Regions from separate parts of the Sus scrofa genome. Here region 2 is linked to region 1. The links are chromatin contacts, called in public Hi-C maps. All regions are on one chromosome and are shown on one strand. The core of a region is the stretch at or near the end of the contact, and the rest is flanking DNA. Distances in the headings are between cores, read along the strand shown. Region 1 holds the start of DYNLL1 (dynein light chain LC8-type 1). Region 2 holds the start of MLEC (malectin).

The links. A called contact is a pair of places that touch in the nucleus more often than the background predicts.
Region 2: a contact with region 1 is called in a Hi-C map of liver, with 2.7 times the contacts expected there. The contact joins the promoter of MLEC here to the promoter of DYNLL1 in region 1. A contact is called at or near these places in 3 of 47 Hi-C or Micro-C datasets (heart right ventricle, liver and skeletal muscle).

What each region holds. Positions count from the first base shown.
Region 1 is chr14:40,454,511-40,457,210 of Sscrofa11.1, reverse strand. DYNLL1 (dynein light chain LC8-type 1) reads right to left here and starts at 1,257. Exons shown (of 3, transcript NM_001195114.2): 1 at 1,124-1,257; 2 at 778-915. The coding sequence starts at 909.
Region 2 is chr14:40,600,596-40,603,295 of Sscrofa11.1, reverse strand. MLEC (malectin) reads right to left here and starts at 1,314. Exons shown (of 5, transcript XM_001928694.6): 1 at 903-1,314. The coding sequence starts at 1,128.

The sequences.
Region 1 (2,700 bases), core at 8-2,507:
AGTGTTAATTTTTCACTTGGTTACCCTAGGCAGAGGCCAAAACTAATCTTTCTCTATGAAAGTCTTACAAGTCTCTGGTGAGTTAGGCAAAATTTGGCTACTCTTGTACTTCAGCAGGGACATCTTTTAGATTAAGGGGAAAAACATTCTTATAAACTAGACCAATGCATGCCTGCCTTTGTCAAAAGATATTTATTTCTGTTCCATCTGAAGTCTTTCATCGTCTCATTCCCCACTGGAACCCTCCCACGGCTTAGGCTGCCAGCTTCCTTCCCTTCTAGAAAACAGAGCTCGAGAAGTTGGCAGGCCTGCCAGCTTTCTACAGACTGCCATTTACCAATCCCCCACCATCACTACCACCCACTTTCCCCTCAACTGCCGACTGACTCCCCACTGGAGGTTGGCAAGATCTCCCTCCGGTCCTGCTGGAAACACCCACGCAGCTCCCCCCTCCCAAACACCCAGATGGATCCTCCGCGCAGCAATCACGGAGAAAGGAGAGCCGCTGCTCCCTGATCCTAGAAACCGTTGCTAGGTGGCGCTTTACCCGCGGAGCTGGGTAATAAAAAAACTTCGGGCGCTCAGGGTCTAATATTCAGGAGAAGCGCAAAAATCATGTGCATCCTTTTCTAGAAACCTCTATACCCGCGCTGCCTTGTGTGCCCCCAGGATCTCTGCAGCGTGCTGGGTCGCAGGATCAAGGAGATGGAACTAGATTGTTACTCTCCCCAGCTGTGCGTAAACTCCCCGAGCCCCCAGCCCGCGCTCTGTCCTCACCTTCTTGATATGGGCCGCAATGTCCTTCTCTATATTATATTTCTCCAGTGCCTGAGTAGCACACTCCACCGAATCCTGTTGCATCTCCTCCGACATATCGGCATTTTTGATCACGGCCTTTCGGTCACACATGGTTACCTGGGGGGCAAGGCCCGGGCAAAGGGTAAGGAATTGAGGTGTCGGCTGCGTCTGCAAAGCGCCTGCTTCCCAGGCCCGCTCTGCCCGCCCCACGCCACCCCGGGACGACGCCCCCCACCCCGCCTCTCAGGAAGCGCCGGCCGCGCGGACCGAAGAAGCCCTGCGGGGGACGAAGCCAGGTAGCGGAGTACCCCCTCCCGAGCCTTACCAAGTAGCAGCGGCTGGCCGACTGCAACGGTCTCCTGGGGGAGGGGCTGCGGAGGATCAGACCCGTCGGGAGAGGCGGTCGCTACCGAAGCCGTGGCGCATCTAAGCAGCCCCACTCCAGCCGCCGCCGCCTAGTGCCTAAGCCCCGCCCTGTTCCCGCCGGCCCCGCCCCCCGCCGAACGCCCCTATTGGCTTGACTCAGCCCCTAAGACTCTCCCATTGGCCCAGGGACTGAATGGTTCCCTCAGGATCTTTCTCCTGCATTTTGTTGCAGACCACAATGCACCGCTCTCGGCGTCCGTTGCCCCGGCAATGGGCCACACGCGGTGCGGGCCCAAACACCCCTAAGGTGGTGCAGTGGCTGAGTAGCGAGGACCACCCAGCGGCTAGGGTAGTCGAAGGGGTTGTCCTCCCAAACCAAGAGAAGTGATTCTCAATTTACAGAGGTTGTCCCAGGGTGTGTTCTCCAATAAGGATAGTCTTGGGAAGTTGGGTATCCTACATTCCTCCCTACCTCCACCCCACGTCAAAAGGATTTTCCGATTCTGAGGTAGCGATTCCCTTCATTGAAAAGGTATCTGTGAGGGGAGGCAGGGCCGGCTTCGTGGGGAAGTGACCAGTGCAGTCGCAGAAGAGGAGCCTCGGGGTTTGGTTTTATGCTCTGTGATCTCATTCTTGAAATTCTTATTAATTTGTCTTAAAAAGGGACGCCACATTTTCATATTGCATTGGGCCAGCCAGACTTACTCTGAAACATGGCGGCAGTGGGGGGTTGTGGTTTGGAAGTCCTGAAGAATGAGAGAGGGTTTCCTTGTGAATTAAGAGATTATCCGCAAGAGTGGGGCCTCCCTGCTGGGCAATGCTAACTTCCTTTTAAGGGGATGGAGGACCTTCCCAATGGATTTGGAAGTGTTAATCCTGAGTGTGTGTGTCAAGGGTGGGGCATCTTGCTCAGATGAGGCCATCTTTCCTGTGGGAGTTTCTTGGTGGAGATTTATCTCTGGGGCCAAAGTGGATAGAAAGGCATCCCTCAGAGGTATTTTCTCTAGTTTAGGAAGACTAACTGCTTAAGTGGTTAGAAAAAGCAAGGGGGGATTGGGGAGCAGGGTCAGTCATTTACTAGCTGTTTGAACCTCAGTTTTCTAATCGGAAAAGGGGGACTAAATATAAAAGGAAACCACTTAATATGCTTGTTGAGAATATTAAATAAACTAATGCATTTGAAATTCTTAGCACTACTTGGGGCACATAGTAAGGGTTGGAAGAATCTCACCAGTAACTGTCAGCTTATGGAACAGTTACGGCAAGGGCAAGGTTTTCAACAACCAACACTTAAATGCCTAAAATGGGGGGGAGGGGGTCGTTTGCTTTTTGTTCTTTTGGTTTTCTTGCTTTTTAGGGCTTCACCTGCGGCACATGGAAGTTCCCGGGCTAGGGGTCAAATTGGAGCTACAGCTGCCAGCCTACACAACAGCCACAGCAACTTGGGATCCGAGCCAAGTCTGCAACACACACCACAGCTCACCACATCGCCAGATCTTTAACCTACCAAGCAAGGCCAGGGATCAAACCCACATC
Region 2 (2,700 bases), core at 65-2,564, 150 kb before region 1:
AGAGTCCAGAGCAGATATTCCCAGAGTCGTCTGGCATGACCTACATCATAAGGCCCTGGTGCAGAAACCTGGGTTTAATCTACAGGTCTAAAATTTTCATTTTTCACCCGCTCTCCTGGCAGTTCTTACACTGACTTTGAGAACTGTTCGGCTCTGTAAAAATGACTGCTGTTCTATCAATTAAATCAAATCATTTTCCCCATAAGATGGAATCACACCTCTCAAGACCACTGAGGGTAGGTTCTCTGCACTGGCGGATAGAATATTCGGATCTTACACTGACTGACCCAGTTGAAACACCACCAGCCTCCTGCGCAGTAAGGTTTCAATATAACCACCCTCTAGGGAGGGCCTGCAGCTTCTACTTTTAAGCACACACACCCTCCTCGCTCCAAAGGGGGGTGGGGGAGGAGGCTACAATCAAAACTTTCCTGGCCTATCCTCTTCAAAATTCCTTTTTTTTCTGGCTAAGAATCAAGCCCAGCTCCTGCACAAGAGATAAGAAAAGTGGCCGATTTCTGGGTCGGCAGGAATCTACCAGAAACTGACTTGAAAGGAGAGCAAAACCACCAGGAGAGAGACACCGATAACCGAAAAACCTGTGAGGCCTCGAGGTGGCAATAGGCCGCCCTCGTCTTTACTTTCCCAGCTCCCGTGGAGGTGAGAGGTTACGAAAATGCAGAGTGCGAGGTCCAAATATAACTTCTCGCCAACTCTGACTCTAAGGCTCTTGGTAGCTTCAAATCAGCACCAAGCTCTGGGCTCTTATCGGGTCACCGAGGAAACAGTAGAGAGAAACTTCACTCCAGAGACGTGGCTTGGGCTTGGGGCCCGCAGCCCTCGGCGTGCTGCGCCCGGCAACGCAGGCCCAGGATCCAGAGACTCTACCGAGGGGCTCTCACCTCGGCCCACCCGGCCTTCCAGAGGGTCCTTGCGGAAGTGGATCCCGTGCACGTCCACATGCGCCTCCCCGCCCGCGTTAACGGCCCAAATCACGCTCTCGGGCAGCCCGGCCCCCGCCAAGCCAACCACGCCGAACCCCGGCTCCCGGAGCGCCGGCAGCAGCAGGAGGAGCAGCAGTCGCAGGAACGCCACAGCGGCTCCCTCAACCGCCCGGGCGCCCAGCATGGCGGCCACCACAGCGGGGGCAGCCTCCGCCGAGCCTAGTTCTCAGCCGGCCGCCAGGCCGCCCCGGACTCAGAAAAACAGCGCCACGGGCCGCTGTGCCTCAGCTGCTGGGGACATGTCGCTCTCAGGCCTCTTTCTCAGCCACGGTGCCGCCTCCCACCTTGGGAACAACCTACCCCAGCGCCCAGCCCCCGGCCACGACCCTGCATCCAATCAGCGCCCAGCCCTCATTAATTATCCACCACCCCGCCGGGAGGCATCCTCCCATTGGCTGCCACACGCGAGAAGGGGCGTGGCTACTCCCAGGCGCCAGCCCAACCATCAGGCACGAGAGGGAGCGCGCGCAGAGGTTGGGAGTTCGGTTGAAGCGGCGGTTCAGTGCGGAAGTGGTAGGGTGCAGCGCCCAGGCGGCCCCGGAATTCCGCAGCTGAATAAGAAAGGTGGACTGGGGGGAAGGTTTAGGGTAGGGCGCACTGACACGTCGCCAGCACTTCCGGTGCTCCAGATTTGGGGGACTGAATAGGTTCCTGAGGGGGCGTTACTGACTTTCCCGCCCCCTCTTTCTCTGGGCATAAACATAAGCTCTAGGAAGAGCAGTGGACATCTTCCGACCTGAGACTTAGTCTTTTTCGCTGAGTGAGGCATAAAACCCGTCCTCCCCCAGAAAGGCCACAAGCACAGGTTTTTCAGGGAAAGGGTCCCACGAGGACGAGATCCCGCCCCCACCCCTAAGAGGATTCGGGGCTGGTGGTAGCGTCCAGATAGCCGTCCAATCAGAAGCCTCCAACGCAGCGGAAACGCGTGGCTTTTGGGGGCGGGGCTCCAGGCTACCCGGGTTTCCATGGCGACAGCTGTGAAGGGGCGGGGCTGGGGCTTTCCCGGCCCAGGCAAAGGGACCGGAGGGCGCTTCTCTAGCTGGAGGTTCAGCAAAGGCTTGATCACTGGTCCCACCCTGCTCTGGCAGTTTATCCAGCGCTCTCCTCCCTTCGCGATCCCTTTGCCGTGGTCGCTGCCAGAACTCCCACCTCTCGGATGAACTGTGTCTCAGGAGCCGAGTATTGCCCAAGGGATCACATCGCAAGTTTAGGGCGGAGCCAAAGCAAAATCCCGTTTGTTCCACAAATATTTATCGAGACCCTTCTGCTAGATTTAGCAGATAAAACACAGGAAGCCCAGTTAAATTTGAATTTCAAATAAGTGGAACATACTTAAGCTAAAAATAATTTATTGTTTGCCTAAATTCAAACTTAACAGAGTTTTTTTGCTTTTTATCTGACAACCCTGCCTACTACCTGCCAGGCAATTTGTTTTGTGCAACGACGAACGAAATCACACCCAGGGTCCAAAATGAGAATCACAGCCCCGGGAGTTTCCGGTGTGGCTCAGCGGGTTAAGAACCTAACAGTAGTATCCACGAGGATGCAGTTGGATCCCTGGTCTTGCTCCTTGGGTTAAGGATCAAGCATGCTTTGGGGCACATATGGCAGCGAACTTCCATGTGCCACAGGTACTGCCCTAAAAAGAAAAAAAGAGTTCCATCCTGGCTCAGAGGAAATAAATCTGACTAGTATA